Linked DNA regions of Callithrix jacchus: region 1 is linked to region 2. Evidence: chromatin contacts called from public Hi-C data. All regions are on one chromosome and are shown on one strand. Each heading gives the region's core, a stretch centred on a gene start, on an enhancer-like site or on the middle of the called end of the contact. The rest is flanking DNA. Distances are from core to core; before and after follow the strand shown. Region 1 overlaps CRADD (CARD and death domain containing adaptor protein). Region 2 has its middle 23 kb from the start of SOCS2.

Region 1 (2,755 bases), core at 39-2,538, 160 kb after region 2:
GTTTTTAAAAAGCCAGCATTGATTAGTATTACGTGGCTAGTTATATTTATTCTTATTACAGCAGTCTAGTTATTGTTTGTATAACTATAGTTTTTTTCTAATAAAAATAAAATGTCTATTTGCAGTATAAAAAGAAGTATGTATATTTGATAATTTTGTTGCAGAAAATACTTAATACCTGTTAAAAGCTGTTTGACTTTCGGTTTTAAAACAGCTGTGTAGTTTGGTGAGTCCTGCAGATTCCGGCTTTCTCTGTGGCCTTCGAGCCAAGTAATTTTTTGCAACATTTTCCTTTGCTTTTTTATAAACACGTAAAAATTGTACTTGCTTTTCCTGAAGGCCAGCCATTAAGTTAGAAAGCACCAAAGGTGTTATGAAATTGCCCTTTAATTTTTCATACGGGGCGGGAGGGGAAATGATAGATTTTGTGTATCTCTTGTGAGTTGTTAGAACAGAAACATTTAGGGCTGCTAACTCCCGGAGCTGTATACTTACCTTATTACAGATATAATGATTTTGTCTGACTGCATTACTTTAAGTTGAGTTTTGTTGCTTTCATGCTTTGGCAAGGATCTTGTTGTAATATACTTCTCCCCCATATCATGCTCCTAAATTTGGGATAAGCATAGAATCATTTTAGGACTGTAGGTTTACTAGAAAGCATGGTATATATTAATCAGTGACTAAGGATTACAGAATCCCTTCATAAATATGGTCATCATGAAAAAAAGTTAAAATGTCAAAGAAGGTGCTACTCCAGTAAAAACTTTTTCCTCTGCAAAATCCTGATACCTCATAGGAAGCTTTGGATCTTGTTCTCAACTACCAAAATGCTTTAAATATGAAAGTTAACATGATATGAAAGTGGAATTCCCTCTGTGCTGAAAACCCACTGTTCAAGGTGTGTGGTTATTAAACTGGGTTTGAATTTACAAATTATATGGTCTGATTAATTTGTAGATAGGGACGGTGGAGGTTAGTTCATGGGCTTTAGAACAAAGAGACCGATAAAATATTACTCATAAGCCTTTCTGCTTGTTTGTGACGCTCTGGAAATGCCATTAGATGGTTCTCATAGATATTGTCAAAATAAGTAGGCTTAGAAATAAAAGACATTTTCTCCCCTGTAAAGGAGGCGGCCGGCCCGTGCTCTTTCTAGGCTCTTCCCAGAGACAGGAACCTCTGCTTCGGAACCCTTAGTGCTTATTCTGTGCTCGTGTCTCCACTGCACGCCATTATCTTTGTTATCTGATTTGCTAGCCATTGTTATGGAAAGTTCTCGATTGTAATGCAGAAAGCTCAGCCAAGACTCTTTGCTAATATCAGCAACCCAAAGGCGCTCTTCCACAAACCACCTCGAAAAGAAAAATCCTTTAAAAGATGGCAATCTCTCCTTTGATGTTAGCCCAAAGCCCAAAAAAAAAGTTCCCGAGCAGCATGTGGCCAAGCAGGGTAATCCAATCTATTTTAATGCAAAGATTTTCCAAGAAGGCAGGAAGCCGTCAAGGGGAAGGCTTTCAGGCATCTGCTGTTTCGTTTCCAGATCCCTTGTGTTAATTTAATGTTTCTAGGGAACCCGGCTCTTTCTTATTTCTCGGAATCCCTGCTCTAGGAACTGGTGAGCGCGGGGGCGCTGTGCGAGCCACAGATAAGCCAGCGCTTGGCCAGGCACCCGCGGGCTGCGCAGCGGGGCAGGGAGGCGCACGGCCCCAGCCGCCCTAGAGCGCCGGTTCCTCTGCGGCCCCGGGTTGCCTGGCCCAGCGCGGGGAGGCGGCGCCGACTGCCGGGGGGTGCCTGCAAGACCTGTTTATTTGCCTTTGTCCAATTTGGCCGGAATGAAAGGTAAATATGGAGCGATCAGCTTGTCGTCACTCAAGCAAACCAGAGAAACTCAGCTCAATCTCCAGAAAACAAACCCAACCCAAACCTGAGTGAAACGTAAATCTTGCATAAACAAACACTTGCATTTGCTTCTGGGAAGCAACACCGGAGAAATGAGCATTCCTTCCGAGTGCCGGTTGCCACTGTCAGTAAAAATGAGCGATCACAGGTTGCTGGCAATTTCTTGTGTCCTGAGCCGGTACGCAGATCTTGTTTTGAAGGGGTGAGCTGTCCGGATAGACTCACGTGTTCGTGCGGCTCCAGATCCTGAACAGGTTGTGCGCTGGGTCCTTCCTCATGGGGTGGGGTTAGTGGGGTGGGGGGGCAGGCCGCCCTCCTGTTCTCATCTTCCGCCCCACCCAGACCAGAAGGCTACAAGCTTCACTTTTGAAAAGAAATCCTGTGGAATTAAAAATAAATGTCTGCCCTTTAAAATAGTTTCGTTTTAGTATTTTGCATATTTCTGTTTAGAAACTTGTAATACTAATAATTCATATTGCTCTGACAGTTATCCTGCATGCCTAATATTAAATTTAATGAGTTCATGTGGCCTGTAGAATAATAGTAGCTTAACTAGTACTCCCGTAATGCCAGTATTCCCTGTGTTACTAAGTTAATGGAATCAGAATTTTGGAGTTTATAGAGTGTAGAGGTTTTTAAGGCCAATTGTTCTATGGGATTCTAGGAACATTTTTATAACACTTCTGCTTTTTGAAGCAGCCCATACCATTTCTGGAGAGCTATAACTATTAGGACATTATTTCTTCTTTCTTTCTTTCTTTCTCTCTCTCTCTCTCTCTTTCTTTCTTTCTTTCTTTCTTTCTTTTTTGTTTGAGACAGGGTCTTGCTCTGTCATCTAGACTGGAATGCAGTG
Region 2 (3,110 bases), core at 417-2,916:
TGCGTTGGGGTGGGGCTGTCTGTCTGTCTGTCTGAGGAAAGAGGAATCTCAGAGTTTCAGTTCTTTCTCCTTGAAGAATTTTCAAACGGAGTTCTTGCAGGGGCAGGCTCCAGCGTCTACGACGTGCACACACTCTCCCAAGAGGGAGGTGATCTTGGCGCCAGGGGTGGTGCAGCAAAAGTTCTTTTTGTCCGTGGCCAGGCTCGAGTGCGGAGCCCCACGGAGCTGTGGCGTGGCAGCTCCTCCCAGATGCGTCCGGGGCGCCGCTTGGGTCTCCCAGGATCTTATGTAACCCAGCGTCGGCAGCAAGGAGCCGGTCACAAGCTGACCCACGTCAAGGCGTTTCACTTTGGAAGCGCACCAGATGAGTGTGGTATTGAGAGCAGATGGCTGGGTGCAACGTTTCTGCAGCACATCTCATGGGTTATTTTAACCTTTCACGTAGCCTTCAGGGTCTCACTATACCGTATAGGAAAATGTGGCCAGGGATGTGGCTTCCATAGATGATCCCAGATGAGAGCATCGCTTTTGTTTTTGTTAATGCAGGATAAATACGACCTGTCCTTAGGAGCTAGTTTTTCAATTATTCTAAAAGTGATAACATGCTCATGGTTCAATTCAGTTCAGTTCAGAAGTGTGCAAAATGAAAAAATTGCCCAACTCCCGTCCCACTCCCCAGAGGTAACTATTATTAAAAGTTTCCTTTTTATTGTTCCAGATTTTTTTTAAATGCAGTTGAAGCCTCTATTTAAATCATTTTTTAAAGCACACACGGATATTACTGTACTATACTTTCTGCTCTGCATTTTGCTTTTTAAATGTATGATTTGGAGTCTATATCTACCTATATCTATCTATATCTATTTATATTTTCATGGCAACATAAGGCTTTACCTCATTCTTTTCAACAGCTGCACAATATTCCATGATATGAGTGTACCGTTCCTGAGTGAACCAATCCCATGCCAGTGGATATTCAGGTTGCTCTGTTTCCTGCTATTACAAACAATGATTTGGCACAAATCTGTGTGCTAATGTTGCTGTTTGCTTATGGAAACATATATGTTGAGTACATTCTTAGCGGTGAAACTTTGGGGTCCAAGGGTACGTGGCATTAAACATTTTAATAGATATTTATTTCCAAATCACGTTCCCAAAAGGTTGTACCCATTCATATTTCCTACTGAAATAAATTCTTTCAAGTTGTACACATAGCTGAGAGTTTTACTTAAAATACTGTTCATTTTTAAACCTATTTACCATTGAGATCAAATAAACCTGTTTATTTGCTAATTAAATGACTTCAAAGTTAAATTTCTATTCTAGAAAAGACGTCTCAGAAACCTAGTGGAGAGGCCTCAACAACTTCGTCCCAGCTTTGATCAGAGGCATTCACAGCTATGGGACAGGCTCCATGCCTTGACCGTGACTCCAAAGACAGCTGACTTTAAAAACCCTGGGGTGAGGGGGGGGACTGAGAAAGCATTTTTTAATTTTTCTTTTTTTGGTATGTGTAATAATATCACCGTCAATTAGTTCTGTTCAAAAGACATTGATTGAGCACAACTATGGTAAAAGTTTCTCCAGTTTCCTGTCATCCCCACCCTCTGTCCCCTTATCCTGGTTTTCTGTCTTCTCTCTCCCGTTTCGTGTTTGTTTCTTTTCATCCCAGTTATCCTCTGCACCCACTCCTAATACCAGATGGATGGCCAATTCTAGGAACAATAAAACGGATTTCCTACAACTGGAAGGTGGTTCTGGAGAAGGAATTAGCTTTGCCTAAGGTTGTTATCACACTGACCGGATTCTTTATCTAGATCCTGCCTTCAATGGGATACTTGATCTGCTTATGACTCCGAAATGCTTAAAGCACTCCACCTACACAGAAACACTTCATCTTGTTCTTTTAAATTTAAATTTGTATAGTTAAGACCTATTACAGATGAAACCAGATACCAAGATATGTTTCAAAAATCTTGTGGTTCACATTGCTATTAGATTGCTTTATAAATAATCATAGTAGCATCTCAATTACCTTTTAGATTATAGCCAACTTTGTGGGAATTATACAGGACTTTGACAAGTATTTTATTACCCATATTACCTGCTTATCTGGAAAATAACCCTTCTAAGACCAAGCCCACTCACCCTGAAAACTCATCTTAAGCAAACACAGGTCATCAGAATAGGATCTGGGTGTCAGCAAAAAGGAAAACAAACAAACAAAAAAATCAAACTAAACCATGCTAAAATAAAATAAAATAAATTTCCCATTTAAGGTCTGAATCTCTTTGGCTTTGTAAGCTACTCTGTTACCATACAGAGACTTCTGCCTTAAAATAAAGAAAATAGAAAGCCTGTTTAATCAAAACTCTTAATTTTAAATCAGTGTTTCCAGCAACACATCACAAGCCAGCAGGAAGAGAGAGGAGGTGAAGTGTGCAGTTCTATGATGTCCCCAAATAGAATGTTCGCAACTGACAGGAAGCACTGGGGGATTATAATTATTTGCTTTAGAAATTCAAAAATAAATTGTTTTTTGAAATAAGAAGGGAAAAACAAATTGGTTTCTCAGTTCAGGTTGTTTTTAACATTTCACACACATTTATTTTTATAATTCCAATTCAGAAGACAATGAATTCAAGTTAATAATGTATTTAAATTTAAGGATAATGTAGAGAATGTCAGAATAGGAAACTGCCATAGAACAGTTGAGCTGAACTCTGCGTCTCCTTTTCTTATTTTGACTCAAGTTGACCTTCAATATCATAGTACTTTCATTTTTACAGCTCTTTATATATTCTGTAAAAAAGCTTTTAAAAAGTGAAATGAAGATGTTTCTTAACTATTAAAATATCTATTGCCTAACTCTTTTAATTTTTTAAGTCCATTAAGACTTTAGAAGATATTCTTTCTGAAATCTGTCATGTAATTAACGATTTGTTAGTGGCATTCATAGGATTTTTCTATTTTTATTTTCCAGATCAAGAAATCTGGCTCCTTTTATTCTCAATTCAGTTATTTAGATATAATTCTTTTTTTTTTTCCTGGATAACTAGTACAGAATTTACTTATTGTAGAGAACTCTCTTCTGACAGCTGGTAATATAA

What was found. Hi-C and Micro-C count contacts between places; a contact is called where the count stands out from the background.
Region 1: a Hi-C map of skeletal muscle shows a contact between it and region 2, with 5 times the contacts expected there. The contact joins two enhancer-like sites. A contact is called at or near these places in 2 of 3 Hi-C or Micro-C datasets (both in skeletal muscle).

Annotation. Positions count from the first base shown.
Region 1 is chr9:96,810,038-96,812,792 of calJac240_pri, forward strand. All of the region lies in intron 2 of CRADD (CARD and death domain containing adaptor protein), which reads left to right. Among named protein-coding and RNA genes, the nearest start is that of CRADD, 70 kb to the left of the region's middle. Within about 2 kb of position 1,289, at least 15 of the 16 cell types and tissues checked have an H3K27ac peak or open chromatin away from gene starts, as enhancers often do. A contact at or near this core is called in skeletal muscle, where this site is marked.
Region 2 is chr9:96,654,580-96,657,689 of calJac240_pri, forward strand. No RefSeq gene overlaps it. Among named protein-coding and RNA genes, the nearest start is that of SOCS2, 23 kb to the left of the region's middle. Within about 2 kb of position 1,667, at least 1 of the 16 cell types and tissues checked has an H3K27ac peak or open chromatin away from gene starts, as enhancers often do. A contact at or near this core is called in skeletal muscle, where this site is marked.